Regions from separate parts of the Ovis aries genome. Here region 2 is linked to region 1. Evidence: chromatin contacts called from public Hi-C data. All regions are on one chromosome and are shown on one strand. Each heading gives the region's core, a stretch centred on a gene start, on an enhancer-like site or on the middle of the called end of the contact. The rest is flanking DNA. Distances are from core to core; before and after follow the strand shown.

What was found. Hi-C and Micro-C count contacts between places; a contact is called where the count stands out from the background.
Region 2: a Hi-C map of hypothalamus shows a contact between it and region 1, with 3 times the contacts expected there. The contact joins two enhancer-like sites. A contact is called at or near these places in 2 of 16 Hi-C or Micro-C datasets (hypothalamus and liver).

What each region holds. Positions count from the first base shown.
Region 1 is chr18:57,804,639-57,807,943 of ARS-UI_Ramb_v3.0, forward strand. It overlaps CLMN (calmin), which reads right to left. Exons shown (of 14, transcript XM_042235441.2): 6 at 2,580-2,770; 7 at 368-561. Among named protein-coding and RNA genes, the nearest start is that of DICER1, 58 kb to the left of the region's middle. Within about 2 kb of position 1,378, at least 5 of the 54 cell types and tissues checked have an H3K27ac peak or open chromatin away from gene starts, as enhancers often do. A contact at or near this core is called in hypothalamus, where this site is marked.
Region 2 is chr18:57,943,463-57,946,896 of ARS-UI_Ramb_v3.0, forward strand. No RefSeq gene overlaps it. Among named protein-coding and RNA genes, the nearest start is that of CLMN, 47 kb to the left of the region's middle. Within about 2 kb of position 1,434, at least 7 of the 54 cell types and tissues checked have an H3K27ac peak or open chromatin away from gene starts, as enhancers often do. A contact at or near this core is called in hypothalamus, where this site is marked.

The DNA of each region.
Region 1 (3,305 bases), core at 128-2,627:
TTGGTAGCCATGCAGATGTTCACATGTGATTATCATAGAATCACAAAGATGCATGTTTGTTTCATGCATTTTTGTACATATCTGTTATATTTCACAATAAAAAAAAGTTCTAAAAGCCTTAAAGAAAAAAAAAAAAAAAGGAAGAGACAAAGTCATACATACCCTGAATGATCTCAATTACGTTAAAAAAATTGTATTGAGATATAAGGAAAAACACTGGGGAAATTATGTCAGCGGCAGGAATATAGGAGATATAAAAATGACTTCATTAGATGTTTCTGTATTCTCCAGAATTTCCACGTGGACAGAAGGTGTTACAGGTTAAAAATAAACTATGAAGAAAGAGAAGAGAGAGGACCACAGCTACCTTCTGGCTCCAGGAGCCTGGGGATGTGAAGGGCATCGTGAGCGATGCTGAAAGCCTTCTCCAGATTCTCCCGCATGGAGTCTTCCAGCGCCTGCTTCATGTCCACCAGGCTGGGGTCGATGGCCTTGATCACAGCCAGGAAAGCCAGCCCGCTCCGCCAGCTGCCTGCAAAGTCCTGCACCGCCACGCCATACCTGAAGGGAAGCAGCAGCCGCAGGGCAGGTGGGTAAATAGACTTAGGGATGCCTCGCTGGCCTCCGAGTGGGGCCGGGAGCTGCTGACCTGGCGAGGACTAGATGCCCCGGGCCCTGAGTATCAGGACAGCTGCACTGACCCATCTGTGTTTCCATTTCCGGACAAACCGAACAGGAAGGTTATGTCGCACAAGGAGACATAACAGGAACTTGAGTTCCCCCTCCCAGATAGATACATAAAGCCTTCATTTAACACATGATTCCTTTTATCAGTGATCTTTGAAATGCAGCAAACACGGGTGTGTCATGTCATAAAATGGAGCCAGAAAGTTCATGTTCACACCCCGGCTGCCCCTCTGTGCTTCCAGCACTGTGGCCTTGGGCAGATCACGTACCTTCTTAGCCTCAAATCTATAAAACAGAGCTGTCATGGGGCAGTATTAGGTTGAACCCGCCCCCAGAGTGGCTATACCATGTGGACCACGTGTGATGTAGGTGCCCCACAGAAGCCGCTCAGTAAGTGCTAGCTAATGTCATGATTAGTAGAAATAAAATTACAACTTTAAAAATGACAAGGAGAGGTCTTCCTGTATTAATTTCCTTTAGACTCCATCCCTCGAGAGCCCCTCTTCCTGCTGCCAATTTCCCTCCTGGGGTCACTGAACGCTCTTAAAAAAAAACACAAATATCTTTTTATTTAGATATTTATGGAGATTCATAAGAAGTTGCAAAAGCAGTACAAAGAGCCCTTGGTACGCATCATCTGCTTCCCTCCACACAGAGTCTTATGTTACAGGCGAGTGTCATCAGAACCAGACACTGATGTGGGTCCAGGGCTACGAGCCACAGATGAGCCAGGGCTATAGCCACGTACTAGGATTCCATCGGTTTCACTGTCACAGATGTGGCAGAAGCACCAGGGCACTTTGTCTCAAGCACCCATTCCTGTGATCCCTGCCACAGCGGTCATACAGACTGTCTCCCCTGAAATACCCTTCTTCTCCGTTACAGTCACCCTAACTCCTGGCAACAAGCTCACTTCTGATTTATTTTAAAACATTTAATGGTTGTTCACATTAATCAACTCTATCATGTTTAACTCCTTAATCAAAACCCCTAAGATCTAACCTCCCTCCCATCTGTTATTTTTCCTGCCACCTTTTATCTCCATATATGGGGAAGATGGGATCTGATGCTAAGTGCTTATGAAGTGCTGGTACTCTGCCTTCACAGAGTTTATTTCATTTAACCCTAACTACCCCATAAGGGGGTGAGTAGTAAGTCACCATCTTATAGGTGCAGCATAGAGAGGAAACTGACGCAGCGTGTCTTCCCAGTCTGGCAGGGGTTAAACACAAGTCCAAGGATTTGGTTCCAGTTCACCTGTCTCGGTGCTGGGAGGGCCAGACCTGACTCTGATAGGTTGCAGCCTTGATTGCTACTTGCTTTTAAGTAGGTTTAGACCCTGAAAGATACCCAGAAGCTTAATAATAAGGGTGCTAAGTTGCTTCAGTCATGTCCGACTCTTTGTGACCCCATGAACTGTAGCCCACCAGGCTCCTCTGTCCTTGGGATTCTCTATGCATGAACACTGGAGTGGGCTGCCATGCCCTTCTCCAAGGGATCTTCCTGACCCAGGGATCAAACCAGCATCTCTTATGGTCTTCTGCATTGAAAGGTGGGTTCTTTACCACTAGTACCACCTGGAAACCCATAATAATAAACATGTCCATGTTACTAGGATCCAAGGACCAATCCCACTTAGGGATTTAAAGTGGTGAAGGCCCCTTGGATTTCTATCCAAATTCTCTCATCAGATTTCTGCAAACCAAACACTGAGCGAGTACAGTTTTGTGTGCAGACACGGAAAGGACAGAATTCCCTGTTCTGAGAGTCTACATGAAGCGCTGGCACGTAATGGACGCAGAACAGAATACATGGTGATGCCCCCTTCCTCTGCCCTCCTCCCTCTGCCTGGTAGCAGCACGGGGTGCTGGGGAGCAGGGCATGGGGCTTACTTCCTCGTTTTTCTCTGCACCCAAGCCAACAGCGTCCTGATGGCTTTCCTCTGGTCCTTCACCGAGATTGCCACGCTCCTCTCTGCGGTGGGTGTGGGTGGGAAGGAGGAGTCTGAGTCTGTGCCCCCTGAGCCGGGTGACAGGCTGGAGGATGGAGAGTTTCTGCTGAGGTTGCCCGTGAGCTCTTTAATCTGGAAGGGAAATGACATTTCAGACCCAGGAGGCAGACCCAGCATAGGCTCTCTTGGACCCCGGCTGGAGGGATCAGCTCACGCAGAACTGATTACTCCTTCCTGAGGGCTGTGTGTTGGTACTCATGATGGCCAGGCTGTTCTGTGTGGCTTGTGGTGCATGCAAGGGTGCTTAGCAGGCAGAATCATCTCTTCCTGGAGTCTGTCTAGCTCTGGGCAGAAGCTGCTGATGAGGGCCTCCTGACCTGGTTCCATGGTGTACATCATTTTTACTCTTGGGAGAGCTATTAAATAGTGAGCCATAATTTTCTCTTTCAAAAGAGGGGGATTTTAGAAGATGAACTGTCAGCTTGCTCCCTCCTATTCAGGGAAAAGAACTTGAGCGCAACTTGAAGTAACCCCTTCACACTCCAGCCCCAGACCCCGTCCTTCTTCTATAAAATCTGCATTTTCAGACAGATGCTGAGGGTGTGAAGGCTGCAAGGTCCTCCCCTGTTACATACGCCTCTTCCTAGAGCTGTCTTTGTAGAGGCTT
Region 2 (3,434 bases), core at 184-2,683, 140 kb after region 1:
TCCCAGTACTCCTAGGTTCAAATCCCTGCTTTGTTTGCTACAGCTGTGTGACTCTGGGAAGGTTGTCTAACCTCTCTGTGCTTGGTTTATAATAGTACCAGCCTCACAAGCTGCTTGTGAGGATTCAGTGAGATAACACATGCCCAACCTGTACACAGAGCCAAGCTCATGGGCATCTGGTCATGAGGATTCACAAAGGGACCTTCAGAACTGTGACACGTGGGCCTCAACATAGCCCAGTCAGCCGATGCCCCCTCTGGACTTCAGTTGCCCCCTCGGTAAAATACTAGAAGGCAGTAAACCTGGACTCAAATGGGCTTCTCACCATCAACAAGATGGACACTTTAGTTCAAGTTCAAAGTTGGGTCAGTCTTTGCGGTGGGGACTGTCTTGTGCATCAGAGGTTACTGAACAGCATCCCTTGGTCTCTGCCCACTCGGTGCCAGTAGCACCCTCTACCTCTGCTGTTTGCGATGAGAAAAATATGCCCAGACCTTGCCAAGTGTTCCCTGGAGTAAGGTGATGTTCCATTTCTGCCTATAGAGCAGATGAGGAGCAGGCAACACCTACCTGTGCCCAAGGCTCTGCTGGGGACTGCAGGCAGCATGACCACAGGGACCTCATCTTCAGGTTCTGTTCCGTTCAGTTCAGTTGCTCAGTCGTGTCTGACTCTTTGTGACCCCATGGACTGCAGCACACCAGGCTTCCCTGTCCATACCAACTCCCAGAGCTTGCAACACTCAATAAGCATTCACACAAGAAACAAGTTCTGCAGGGATTCACCAGGTGGCTTCTCCAGGCCAGACCCTAGTGGGACCTAAGGTTCAAGATGAGGCATCACCACCTCCAAGAACCCCTCAAGATTCTCCAGGCTAAGTTAAAGCCCTTCCAGACATCATCTCCCTTGGCCTTGCAATAGCCCTTGGAGATGATGTTTACAGATGAGAGATCTGAAGTTCCATCAGAAATGGGACATGACTTGCCCAATCTCATGCGGCCACTTAGAACCTGATCTCTCCCCTCTGGGGCCCAGAATCTATTTGAATCCCTTTTGTGGTACCCTTGAAGGCTGCGCTAGCCAGTAGAGGAAATCCTGGATCCCAGAGGAGAGGCAACCTAGCTGGAATGACAAGATGTGAGGTTCTGTGGGTAGTGGAAGGAGCCTGGACCTGTCTGTAAAGACCCAGCTCTGTTGCTCACTGATCATGTGGCTTCTGAGCCTTGCCTTTCATATCTGTAAAGTGGGCATAATTATACTTAATCCAGGAGCTTCATGTGAAATTTTGGCGAAGTAACAGAGTTAAAGCACCTGGCACACATTAGGTGCTCAGTAAACAGCCGCTAGAATGATGACTATGTATCATGTAATGTATCATCCCTAAGGACGCAGGACTGCCAGGGAGGCCTGGCCTGGGCAGCCTGTAAGCACCAGCTCCTTTTGCCAGCTGCAGGGCTGGCAACTGGGCCCTAGTCCTGGGGAGTGCAGGGTCCATCAGAGGCAGATGTTTGAGCTCTGCCAGTGTGGAGGCCACAGCACCTCCTACTGGACAGCTGGCCGAGTTGGAGAAGGGACCGGCCACCTTGCTCGGCCAATGCCCCTGCAAGAGTGACCTATGGCCTGGCTGGCACTCCACTGGCCGGCTTGGCAGAAGCTTCCGGCCAAGGAGCCGCTCACAAAGCCCTTCCTGAGCTGGCCCCTTTCCCAGGTGAATCCTTTTGTGTTGGCCGGAGGAGCCGCATCCTGCCAAGGACTGCCTTCCTTGATTCACCCCGGTTCATTCTCCCATTTCTCTAAGTTAACGCCAGCATCTCTCCTCTCGAGAACAAAAGTAGGCAGAAATCTTCACAAATGAGTGGGGCTCCATGTAGCAGGCAGAGCATGCTCGTGGCCTCCACGAGCATTGGGCAGGGCTCTGGGCCCCGGAGCAAGTTCCTCTGCTGAGAAGGTCTCCCAGCACAGGAAGGAGATAGCGTTCATCTTTCTCCAAGTCCTTTTCAGCTAATATTTAATAGCTTGCCATGGAGCAAATGTGAAGCTGGGCACCTAGCACTCAGAGAATCCTGGAGGAGGGCGAGTGTCCCCTGGGTAGAACTTCACTAGAAATGATGGCCCCTTTTAGTCCGCTGAGTGTTTCCATAGAAGCTGAGGGCAGTGATGAGGTTTCCAGCACACTCACTCTGATGTCAGGATGGCCAGGTGGGAAGTAGCTTTGACTCCTCTCCTGCTGTTTAACGAGCAAATGCGGTCCTCACTCTGGCAGCCGGACTTTATCTCCTAACCTGGCTAAAAATGCGGAGGGCTCTCCTAACCCAAGGAGTGACCCATGTGTGGGCTTTGGCTTTCCAGATGCAAAGGTTTTCTCCATCAGACATCAGTTTCTGCCATCAAGCAGTGAGTTGCTAAGTTGAAAGGAGACGGAGAGAGAAGATGAGGGATCGAGTGATTTCACATGCCTTCCGTCCAGGTGCATCCCCATCTGTGCATAATTGTAGGAAGGGCTATCTGGTTGAGCCGAGTCTGGCGCAGAGGACAACGAGATGGACCGTCTAGGTAGTAATGTTCTGCCTCCTCCAGCGCTGTGACGAGCTGTGTGGACAAAGACTTCCTCTTCCCTTAATTGAGTAAGGAGAGTGTCTGCTTCATGGGGTTGTGTGAGGCTTTAGGGGAGTGGAGAACGTTCACGAATGAACCTCTCTGCTCTCTTGATGACAGACTGGGTTCTAGTCACATCAGCTGATGGCCTCCGGGACATCCCATCACTGTTCTGAGCTTGGGGAGCTTGGACCAGCCAGGTTCCAAGTCCTTCCAAGTATGGGGACCAACACTATCTTCCTCTCTGTCCTTTGGGGCAGGGAGCATGGGCTTCCCAGCAGCAGAAGATTCCACCTTTCCAATCTCCCTTCCTCATCCTTTCCCTGAAGATTTTCACAAGAGTTAAAGGAGAGCAGGTGTGTCAAGCAGCTGGCACATAGTGGATGCTCCTAAATGTCTGTTCCTTTCCTTCCTTCCTTCCTTCCTCCCCCACCCTCTGGTCCATTCTCTTTAGCTTTTAGTTTGCCTCAAGTGACATAAGTAATACATGACTGCACCCTGCATGCTTATCAATCTTTACGCAGATGACTTTCAGGTAGCAAGAATAATAAATATTACTTACACATTTCTCATCCTTTTTCTTAAAAGGTTTTTTAAAACCTCACTAATATGAGAATTTCCCCCCTGGAGCTAAAGACCATATTCATTCGATAGACAGCAGTATTCTCAAATGGGGTGGGGAGTGTGTGCCCCCCAGGAGGCATTTATTACTGTCCCAGTTGGAGGGGTGCTATGGGCATCAAGTGGATGGAGGCCACAGGGTTGCTGTTTAACATCCCCCTGTGCACAGGAAGGCCTCTCAACAACAAAGAACTATCTGGCCTCAAATGCTGAGGTTGAG